Linked DNA regions of Mus musculus: region 2 is linked to region 1. A link is a contact called in public promoter capture Hi-C data. All regions are on one chromosome and are shown on one strand. Each heading gives the region's core, a stretch centred on a gene start, on an enhancer-like site or on the middle of the called end of the contact. The rest is flanking DNA. Distances are from core to core; before and after follow the strand shown.

The links. Promoter capture Hi-C pulls out the DNA fragments that hold promoters and counts their contacts.
Region 2: a promoter capture Hi-C map of pre-B cells shows a contact between it and region 1. The contact joins the promoter of Hmgxb4 here to the promoter of Zfp617 in region 1. A contact is called at or near these places in 3 of 39 promoter capture datasets (cranial neural crest, pre-B cells and second pharyngeal arch cranial neural crest).

The regions. Positions count from the first base shown.
Region 1 is chr8:71,920,628-71,926,750 of GRCm38.p6, forward strand. Zfp617 (zinc finger protein 617) reads left to right here and starts at 2,198. Exons shown (of 4, transcript NM_133358.3): 1 at 2,198-2,345. The coding sequence starts at 2,343.
Region 2 is chr8:74,990,043-74,995,813 of GRCm38.p6, forward strand. It overlaps Hmgxb4 (HMG box domain containing 4), which reads left to right and starts at 3,608. Exons shown (of 11, transcript NM_178017.2): 1 at 3,608-3,707.

The DNA of each region.
Region 1 (6,123 bases), core at 948-3,447:
CAATCTCTTTAAAATATCCATCTCTTTTAAAATCCAAAGTCTTTTTACAATTAAAAGTCTCGTAACTGTGGACTCCACTAAAACAGTTTCTTCCTTCAAGAGGGAAAATATCAGAGCACAGTCACAATCAAAAGCAAAAATCAATCTCCAACCCTCCAATGTCTGGGATTCAACTCACCATCTTCTGGGCTCCTCCAAGGACTTGGGTCACTTCTCCAGCCATGCCCTTTGTAGCACACGCGTCGTCCTCTAGGCTCCAGATGCCTGTACTCCACTGCTGCTGCTGCTCTTGGTGGTCATCTCATGGTACTGGCATCTCCAAAACACTGCGTTCTGAAATGGTTACTCCCTGAATGAAAATTTTTGACATGAAGGCTGTTTGGTATGGTTGAAGAGGTTCATTGTAGACAGGAGAAACAATACAGCCAAAGAAATCTAGAAGCGTCCAGACTGAACCGGACCATGAGAGGAGAGGTTGCCGAAAGCAGGGGAGGAGAGAATGGGGAAAGAGGACCAAGAGAGATCCAGGAAATAAAAGATAACAGGATCAGAGGCTGGGGGAAAGGAAGCCCAGCCTCAGGCAGTGGAGGTTTAGGGTAGGGAGTAAGGTGAGAAGTGCTGGGAGAGTTGACCAGAGGCTGCTTTATCTATTAATAGGCACCTCAGCCATTTGTCCAGGGATTCTGTGAGATCCAACAGCCCTCAAGGTGGGCCAAAGTGGCTGGTTTTTACCAGCCTGCTCCTTTAGGCCCAATCTCGTAACTTTTATGCAGCCCTCACTTGGACAGAGTTAAGCAGTGTGTTGTGCTGTGACAGTTCTCAATAGTACCTGGCTCGTCCTTGCTCCCGTTCAGGTACACTATGCTGAAACATATCAAGTGATATGAAAGTTCCTGCCCCCTAAAAGGTAATTTTTTAAAAAATCAGACCTTTTTATTTGTTCTGGGGAGTAGTCTGAGACACCTTAGGAAGATAGATAGCTCTGGGATTTGGTCCAGACAATGAAAGCTGTATCTCAGGCTCTTCTGCTCTCCCCTCCCCTTCTCAAGGTTAGTCTGTCCACCTCTGCCTGCCCCTCATCTCCTCTACCTCCTTCCCCACATCACCTCCTCCCAGACCCGCCTGCCAGGCTTCGAATGGAAGCCTGCCCCTTCTTTTTTTTTTTTTTTTTTTTTCTCGAGACAAGGTTTCCCTGTATAGCTCTGGCTGTCCTGGAACTCACTTTGTAGACCAGTCTGGCCTCGAACTCAGAAATCTGCCTGCCTCTGCCTCCCAAGTGCTGGAATTAAAGGCGTGCACCACCACGCCTGGCCCCCTGCCCCTTCTTTTAAGGCCTTTTTTGTTGGTTGGTTGGTTGGTTGGTTGGTTTTTTGTTGTTGTTGTTGTTGTTGGTTTTTTCGAGACGGGGTTTCTCTGTATAGCCCTGGCTGTCCTGGAACTCACTTTGTAGACCAGGCTGGCCTCGAACTTAGAAATCCGCCTGCCTCTGCCCCCCCCCCCCGAGTTCTGGGACTAAAGGTGTGCACCACCACACCCGGCTTAAGGCCCTATTTTTAGAGCTGCATAAATTGTACTGTTTCTGTCTAATGTCACTTCCACCTACAGGGCTGAGCATGGCTTGAGGCACTTTATAATAAACCTCATTTCTAAAAAGAATGTCCTTTGTGGAAGAGCTGCTGAAGCTTTTTTTTAATTGCTGGAAAGTACAGTTTTTTTAATGTTGTCATTAGCGTGTATTAATTACACGAAAAGTTTCAATATAACATTTTCATTCATGTATCTTGTTTATATTCATACACACACAGACCTTTACCTGCTCTTGTCCCTCTCGAATTCTTTCATCTTTTATGTCTTTGTGTGTCCCAATGAATCTCATTAGTGTTGTTGACAGGAGAGGGAGTGGTTGTGTCAGTAAGAGGGAGAATAAATTTATTCTGTCACTTAGGCTTCGGAGACTGGATCTGTGGGCCCAGCAATAAGGGCCAAAGGAGCGGCAGGTAGGGTGCCGAGAGGCAGCGCCTTGTCCGCCATCTCCCTTCCGGGCGGTTCTCAGTAACCAACTGTGGGAGTCCCGGACGGTTTAGCGTCCTTGGCTGTATGACGCCATACCCTAGGAAAGGTCGGGAGGTCCGCCGGAAACTCCCGGTACAGACACCAGTGTGTGAGCTGGCCAATCAGCAGCGCCGGCGGGAGGAGCGGAAGTTCCTCACCCGCCATCTTTCTTGCTGGCGCTTCCCTCCTCACAGCTCTCAGCTGAGGAAGTCCAAGTTGCTGAGCCTCCGCGGCCGTGTGAGTGCCTGTTCCGGAGCCTCTGTGGAGCCGCGGCAGGCCTGGGCACAGACATGGTGAGCCAGGCGAGTGGCGGGGCTGTGCGCGGCGCCCTTGGTCCCGGGCGGCGGGATCCCGGTGCTGCGCCGGGGGACGAAGGGCGGCTGCGCACTGTCGCCTGCGGCTCCAGAAAAGCTGCTTTTCCCCTTAGGGAAAGTCAGTCGAAAGCGGGATTCCGAGGCTGGATGATGTGGAGCCGAGCTGGAAGTTTAGGAGACAATTCTTGCGAGTGAGAATTTACGCCCCGCCATGCACGGAGGCCAGGGGAGGTCACCCGGTGTCCTGCTTTGTCACGGCCCGCCTTATTCCTGTGAGACAGGGTTTCTTACTGAACCTGTGGCTAGGCTGCCTGCTAGCAAGCTCCAGCGATCCTCCGGGCTCTGTCCCCATGCCTGGCATTTACTTGGGTGTTTTTTATTTGAACTCGGGTTCTCACCCTTGCTCAGCGAGCACTCTTACACACCGAGTTATCTCTCCAGGCCCGAGAAACATGTCTAATATAGATCTTAAGCGCAGAGATTAATGGAAGTGAACCTGGGAAAACTGAGACATACCGAGATGTGAGGGAACTTCTCAGGGGACAGTCACAGTTCTTTTCCATGGGTACATGCGGCTCCCGCATTTAGGATTGTAATATCCTCTTGGTAGATTATCCCTTTATAGAGTATGACGAGACTATCTTTATCCCTTCTGACTTAAGGTCGGAGGAAGAACTTTTCAATTTTCGTCATCTCTGTGAGTATGGTACTTGAGGGTTTTCAAGTTTATCTTTTACTCTTGGGTTAAATACTGCTCTTACCTCTGCTCCTTTTTCCAGTAATAAAAGTTTTTTTGGAAACGACTGGACTTTAAGTCGTGGTCAAGTTCAAATCATAGTGAATTGCAAACGTATCGGTTTCTTTGTTTTGGATTTTTTTTGTTGTTTTGCTTTGTTGTTTGTTTGTTTTTGTTTTGTTTGAGACTAGATCTTACATATCCTAGGCTGTTGATAAACTTAGTTTACAGCCAAGCTTGACTTTGAGTTTCTGATAGTCTTATGACTACCTTCCAAGTGCTGGGATTCTATGAGCACATCACTAGCTCCTGGTTTTGCAGCTCTGAAATTTAAACCCAGGGCCTCATGCATTCTAGACAAGTATCTACCGTATACCAACTGAGCTACAGTCTCAACTCTATATCAAATTTTATTCCTGAGTAACTTTTCTGTGATCAGCACTTAATATTATTTAATTGACTGAACTTTGTCCTCATGGTATATAGTGGGATCCACTTAGTATTTATTTGACTATTAATTATCAAGTGGCTATGTCTTTCTTTACATGTGGTTTAAATGTTTTAGTAATTTTTCCATCTTTACTGATGTGATGGTTTAGTTTATACTGAGCACACTCATCTTTCTCGATTCTTGTATTGCAGATATTTTCCTTCTATTTTATTGTCTTTGCACCCCATTAATTGATATTTTTCAATTTGTCAAGACATTTAATTACTTCTTTCCTCCTTTCAAATAAAGAATTTTACATTAAAATTGTATAAATCATAGGGCTCGCTCCCTCCCTCCCTCTTTTCATAGGCACTACAGGAACCCAAACCAGATGTGCATAACTAGTCAGGTATAAAACCAAGCTCCCCTTACAAACACACTAGAATAAGAACTTCCCTGAGGGATAGGAAACAGTTATGTTCTCAGGGAAATTGAAGATCCTGGATGCTTCCAGTTGAAAGAGTTGAAAACCTGCCCATTGTGGTGGCATATGCTTTTTTAGTCCCAGCTCTGCAGGCAGAAACAGGCAGATCTCTGTCATTTGCAGACTTGCCCTGTCTATGTAGCGTTCCAGGCCAAGACTACATAGTAAGGTTGCTTCTGAAAAGAGAGAATAAGGGTTGAACACTGGGAGCTGAGTGCAGGATGACTTATATAGCTGTCCTCTGTGTGGGCTGTGACTACCCAGGACAGGGGAATGTTGATACAACAATCTGTCTTGATGCTACTGCTTGTCCATACCTCAGTAATAAACAGAATAAAAGTCATTCATATGACAACGGGGAAGATAGAGTGAAGGTGGTAATCTGAAGTAGGCAACAGTCCTGCTCTGGTTTGGTGTGATTGTCCATATACTTGCTCTTTAATTTACTGAACTCCCACATTGGTCCCTTCTAGTAATTTTTTTTTTTGTACCAGAAAAGTAAACATTTGGAGTCAAACTCACTTTTTCTTTTCTTTTTCTATTTTTCACATATGTAAATATATGCTTGCTTGAGAAAGCCCACTTTTACACCCTCTTCATTAAAGCGGGTCTTTAAGTAAGGGCTCACTGAAATGGATAGTGGTGCTAGGTAGCTTGCTTGCTTTAGAGACCTTGTGTCTCCAACTTCCTAGGCTGTAATTACAAGCAGGCCATTGTACCTACCCATCATTTACTGGGTCTCAGAGATCTAAACTGACAAGCACTTAACTGCTAAGCCATCTGCCCAGACAAACATTTGGAATTTTTTAGCATGCTGGGTGCCTTCTAGGATGACTGGATTCTTGGAGATTCCAATATGGTACAGATATTGGACCCCACACACCTGGAAACACTGAAATTCATGCATTGATTCTGGTCACAGGTACTATGGAAGAGAAGCATCCCACATGTAGTACCTTCAGCACTTCAAGTGACATTCCAAGCATTCCTACAAATCAAGGAAAAATTCACATAGTCGACAGTGTTCAATACAGAAAGGGAAGCAGCAGGTGGGAAATATCACATATTTACCCTCTAGGAGTGAGTTCTATAAAGGATAAAGGACCTCAGACTAGGATTGGGCCTTCATTGGGCAGAGTATTAGAAAGGAACAAGTACATTATGATGGGAGTGGGGGTCAGAAAAGAGAGCCTTCAGAGAAAACCCTTAATAAAGGAAACTATGGCTTTTCTATCCTGTTGGTGTAGCAGTAATCCCTACACCATGTGATTCAATTTAAGATAGCCTACTAACAATACGGAATGTCCAGGTAATGATTGGGGCTATAAATTAGAGGCTGTGTACCACACCGGGCAGTGGTGGCGCACGCCTTTAATCCCAGCACTTGGGAGGCAGAGGCAGGTGGATCTCTTGAGTTTGAGGCCAGCCTGGTCTACAGAGTGAGTTCCAGGACAGCCATATTGTAGAAAGGAGAAAATAGAGAGGCCAGCCATGGCCACGTGGAGAGAGGGGAGAAGGGAGAGAAAGAGAGAAGGAGGGATAGAGAGTAGGTAAGGTGAGGGCTTAATGACAACAAAACAGCTTCTTAACACTGTCCTGGGGGAAAGCTAGATGAGGGTGGCCTGATGTCTTTAGGCTGTGGGATCTGGACTCTTAAAATAACTAGTATCTTAAAGGGACATGATGAATATAAGAGGCTAACAATAGCCAGATACCCATGGATATTCTTCTCTAGCTCTACCCCAAGTCCTCTTTGTATCTCTTGCATTTGTTTTTTCTTTTCTGTAGACGTTTCTTCCCATCTCATCATTGCTGTTCCTGATGTCACAGGGTTCACTAACCCCAAAAGAGCTTCCTGTGCAGTAACCTGAGAAGCTTCTAAGTCACAAAGATTTACTTCCTGCTGAACAGAATTGGCCATACACACACACACACACACACACACACACACACACACACACACACACACACATATCCTGCATGCCAGAAGAGGGCAACAGATCTCATAATAGATAGTTCTGAATATCCATGTAGTTCCTGGGAGTTGTACTTAGGACCTCTGGATGAGCAGCACGTGCTCTTAACCTCTGAGTCATCGCTCCAGCCC
Region 2 (5,771 bases), core at 2,358-4,857, 3.1 Mb after region 1:
GAGTTCCAATCCTTTTTCCCTGGGCAGTAAGAGGTCATTGAGGTCTTCCCACTCTTTGGGAACTAGGTGAGTCCGACTTCACTTTTTTCTGTAAGGTTTCATCAGAGCACTCCAGAGCACCTCCCAGGTCTTGCTCAGAGGCTCTGACTCTCCTGTTTCATCTACATGGGACTTGTCAAGGTTTTCATACATCCTCAGTTAAGTCTGTTTACTTTCCTGCCGCGGCGTTGGCAATCACCCAGGGTCACTCTGGCTGCGAGTCCCGCGGGACACCCCCCCCACCCCCCCGCAACGCAAAAGGGCGAAAGGGTGGGAGTGACACACAGCGGGCTGGGCGCTTAGGCCTCGACCTCCCCCCCGGGCGCTTCTCTTGCCCACCGACCAGCCGGCCATCCTCTTTGCCTCTTTCTTTTGTTTTAATCAGTAATAATGATGATGCTAGGGAGCACTCGAGTGCCTGGATTATATGTGGAAGTCAGAGGATACTTTTCAGAAGTCCATTCTTTCCTTACAGGCAGGTACCTGATAGAACATCAGGCTTGCCTTTACCCACTGAGACATCTTGCTGACCTTTTTCCAATGCTGTCGGTTTAGAAGTAAAAGTTTATCTCTATAGGCTGCCCAGGCTGGCCTCAAAGTCCTAGGCTCAAGAAATCCTCTTGCCTCAGGATCTCAAGTAGCTACAGGAATGTACCACTATACCTAGCTCTCTAAATGTCTTTTTTCTTTTCTTTTCTTTTTTTTTTTTTTTCTTTTTTGAAACAGGGTTTCTCTGTGTAGCCCTGGCTGTCCTGGAACTCATTCTGTAGACCAGGCTGGCCTCAAACTCAGAAACCCACCTGCCTCTATGTCTTTTTTCATATTCTACTTATTTTCATGTTATGTCTATGTATGCTTTGCCTGCATACAGATTTTCATACCACCTGAGTGCAGCGTCTTCAGAGGCCAGAAGAGGGAACTGGATCCTCCCTCCCCCAGGAACCAAAATTACACATATTGTGAGCTAAGGGTGGTGTTAGGAGCTAAACTCATGCCCTCTGGAAGAGCAGCCCACGTTCATAACCACTGTAGCTCTCTAGTTTTAATAACAACAATAACGATAATAATCAAATAAAAATTCATTCTCCTTTCTCAGCTTCTCAGATTGCTTTTATCTTAAGTTCAAGGTTATCCCATAGTCATTGAAGCCTCATCTGGGGCTTTTCCTCTGTACATTTCATTTAGGTGGTGTCTTTGCAGGGTCTTAAGGAGATCTCCTCTTTGGTATCTTATTGGCTGCTTATTTTATCCAGGTATCCCAGGCATTATTATAGCTTTCATTCCTAGAAATTGGATTTGTGTCTCTCTATGATATTTTGATACCTTTATTGATGAACAACTGAAATATCTCAAATTGTCATGTATTAAAGTATTAGGTTTGGTGGAGTCTTGATTTATGTCAACCCAACCAACAACTACAATCAATATGGTGAATGTATTCTTTACGTCCCATGAAGCCGAAGGAGGACTCTGTGAGGTCAGCGCTCATCTCCCACCTTCTGTTGCCAAATTCCACAGAGCCATGCTAGGATGCTCACAGCAGAGAAGCTTCACCCACATGCTTCTGAGGAGGAGCTTGTTCAGAGTGCCTCGGCCTTCTGGACTCCACCACCGATTCCCCTTCCAGCAAAGCAAGTGCCAGCAGGCACCTCATCACAAGAAGCACCGGAGTCATGTTTTAAAGAGCAGGCCTTTCCACCCTTACCTGCATCTGTACTGCTCTTCCCCAACCAACACACCACCACTCACTACAACATGGCTTTATTATTTTCTGCTGCCCTCCCAGCCAGAGTATCAGCTGCTGAGGCTCAAGTACCCTTGACTTTGTTCTCTTGTTAGTGCCCAGCACCTTGCCCAGTGCCTGCTATACCCTGTGCTTTCCATAAGGACTGTTTCAGCGAATAAATGAACGAGTGTATGTTCAGTGATCCAAGAATGATAGTACTGTGGTCAAGAACAGGCTGAGGAGCTGAAGAGATGGCTGCAGGTTAAGAGAATACTACTCTTCCAAAGGACCTGAGTTCAGTTCCCAGCATTCACACTGTACAGTTCATGACTGTCTATAGTCCATCTCCAGGAAATCTGGTGTATTCCTTTGGCTTCTATGAGCATGTGCACACACACCAACAGTTAAAGAAATAGAGGCCATGAATTTGAGAGAAATAAATGGAAAGGGTTGAAAAGAGGGAACATGATCTAATTATATTTATATATAAGAATTAATAGTAGTGCATGATTTTAATCTCAGTGTTCAGGAGGCAGAAGCAGGAGGATTTCTGTGAATTTCAGGCAAGCCTTGTCTACATAATGAGTTCCAGGACAGCCAGGGCTGCTTCCTCCACCCATCCCTCCCGCCAAAACTGCCTACCTCCTGTGACTTTGACAAAGCAAAACAGAAGAGAAATTCCTCCCTAGAGCAGATGAAGGCTGGGTCTTTTCAGTGAGGAGGGCACCAGCTTCTGGTTGCCCTGATGGAGTGAGCACTGTTCACACAGAAGGCTATTATATACTTACACTATGCTACAAAAACAGAGTCTTTATATTAAACCAGGCTCTGGAAATTGTAAATGCTATTGATTTATTGAGTTCTCCTCAATAAATCAGAAGAAACTGTTTTCTCCTGTTTCTTAGAGAAAGAGTAACTTATTTATTTCCATTTTGTGTGTTTTTAGGGGACATTCCTGTGGCAGTCAAACTTGCATGAATCAGTTCTCTCTTTCCACCATGTAAATTTCCGGTGTCAAACACATACCCAGAGATTTGGTGTAAAATATTTTAACCCACTGAACCAATTCACCAGTCCTCTTAACACTTAAACAAAAATTGGTGTGAGCGGTGTAATAATTTGGTGAGAAAACAGCTTGTCTTACAAGTGTATGGTCTTCCACTTCACCTGGGCTACTCTCCAGATGTAAATGCTAAATTACAAATAAATACGGCTATTAACCCTTATCGCTCTGAGTCCGGCAAAGAACAGATTGTCTTGAAATAAACAGCATAACATTCTGTCTTAAATACAAAAGATTTAGGGGTAAAAGGAGAACAAGAAGGGCTACTATTAGGTGACCAGAAAGGACCGAGATTGCGGAGAAGGACCCATGAGTTCCTAAAAGAGAATACAAAGCTAATTGTCTAATTTTAAGTCTGTCATGAAATTTTCGAGGTTTGTATAAGCACGTGGTAGATAAGTACATAAAATTGTAACTGACAGTGAACGTATAAAATCCAAAGCCAAGCTCCATTGCTTCAGAACGACTGTTCTAATTGCATAGAAGTTTACGGAGCTGTAAAGACTTTGGGTTGGGGCAGGTGTTTGGCTACATTAATCTAATTGCCTGATATTTTTTATTCGCAATTTCTTTACAGAAAGATATTTTTATTGAAGAATAAACAGGAGACTTTTGAAATTATTTGTTTAGACCGAGAAGAGATTTCTAGACTAAACCTGCAACGGAGGAGTGTATTCTCAAACGGTACCGCGACCGCGCTCAACAAGCAGGTTTATTCGATGCGCTCGACGCTCTTTCGCCGGCGCGGTAGCCCCGCTGCAGTAGGAGTCTGCGCTCTGGGCTCGACTGAGGCGCCCTTGTTGCTCGCGCTTTTCTCTCCTTCTCCAAGATGGCGGCCGTCGGCGGCGCTGAGGCGGGATCCGAGCGAGCCGAGTGAAGGTAGCGGCGAGCGGAGCCCCCACCAGACCCGTCCGGACCCCCACCCCGGGGCGGCAACGGCCCCGCCCGGCCTCCGCCCACCGCTCCGGCCCCCCGACACCGTCCGGGAGGCGCTTCAGGCCCGCCGCGGCCTAGCTCGGGGGCCAAGCCGGGAACTGGAGTAGCGGCTGCAGCCGCCCCGGGGAAGGGGCTCGAGCGGGCCGCAGGAGGAAGGCGGCGGGAGCTGTTCAAACGGGGAAGGCGGGAAAGCTGCGGGGCCGGGAGGGGGCGTGCGGCCGCCCCAGGGACCCGCGGCCCGCGCCGCCCCTCCCCCTGCGCCGCTGTCTGGGCGCTCCGGGGCGCCGGAGGCCGACGGGACGTGGGAACACGGGTCGGGCGGAGCGCGGCATGGGAGCCGGGGCGCGGGCTACCTGGGGCTGTCAGGAAGAGAGGTCCCGGGCCGGCGGGCGGGAGGGCTGGGCGCGCGGTGAGCGGCGAGCGGGAGAGGATGCCCGGAGCTTCCTGCGCTGCGCAGAGCTTTGTTGAACTAGCGGTTGCAGCAGACCTGCCGAGGTTATCACAGCGGGGACCCCGGGAACGGTGGTCTTGGGGACTGTATGGATAAACGATCTCGTATTGTGTGTGTTCTTTGCGTGCGACTCAGTTTGAACATGCCTTCTTAATTGGAGTCATCTCCATACAGGCCCATTTCCCCCTCCACAACCACTACTTGTAGGTTCACTTTAGTTTATATCATATAGCAGACAAGATATGTCTACCACCCACCCACCCCACCCTTGTTTCCAGTACTGGCTGATTCTATACCCTCGTAGCAAAATACATTTTTAAAAACTGCATCCAAAGTAAAGCCTGTTGATTATGGCTTGTCAAAATTTGGATCGCTGAACTCGTGGAACCGAGTATGTTATCAGCCAATCTGTGCAGTGGTCGTGGTTCCAGTTAGCATTGCAGTGAGAAGATTCAGTGCGCCTTTCTGGCTATGGAGATCTCTGCAAGTTGCGAAGCTGGCAGGGGCTGGAGTGCTGCATAGGTGGGTCCTTGGAAAAGGGTGTGGCAAGAACTCCAACAGATCCAAGAAGGAAGGAAACCCACTGAAGTAAGAATTCACCTGTGCTATCCTAGAAGTAGCAACAAAATATCAGAATCTGCCAACAGCTGGATGTGTTTCTTCCTTTGACTGCATGGACTGGCAATCTAAGTTCCTAAAAACAGCCTTGGAGGAAACTCCCGTCTGGAGGAGACAGACCTTCCTTGCCCAGTTTACTGGGTGGATTTTCTTTCTTTTTCAATTCTCCGATCTGTTCTGGGATGATGATAACGATTAGCGATTGCTGGAACTGAGATTACCTCCAAAAACTTAGTTTCTGAAACTTTTTTTATAGTTAACGCTTTGAATTTCCAAAATAACAAAATTCTACCTTTGAAGATTTTAACTTTTTTCATAATTACTTGTTATCCCAAAAGCCTGTGCTGAAGTTTTATTTTCAAGTGGAATTAACAGCCTGCTTCTCCTTTCTTATACCCTGAAGAAAAGCCTTGGAAGAGCCGAGCCACGGTGTTCACGTTTTCTAAGCATTCGCTATCTATAATGGCATAAACAGTATTAAACAATGAATGAGCTTTTCTATGCTGTCATGTTTTTGCACACTAAGACAAACACTAACTGTAAGATTATCCTGCCCCAAGAAGTTGACAGCATAGAATTTTGTAAACTCCAAAATTATGGAATTCAAGAGAATGGGTTTTAGCACCTGTTTTGTGTTTGCTAACATTTGATGTAGTTGTTTTCTGATGTGAAAATCAAACCTAAATTTTTGATCTTCATTAACTCTCCCAATTTACTTTCTACCCCTGAGCCCTCAATTTAATTTGAGACATAGTGTTCATCTAATCTTGTATGAATGCTCCTGAACTCTGCTTTCTTTCACACTGCTGCTTGAGACCTTTTCCCCCTCCCTGGTACTGTCTTTTTCTTGTGAGGCAGCCACCATTTAGGGCCCATCAGTCTGCCCATCCTGGGAATATTCCATAGTATTTCTCAGGTTCTGGGCTGCCCTACATATT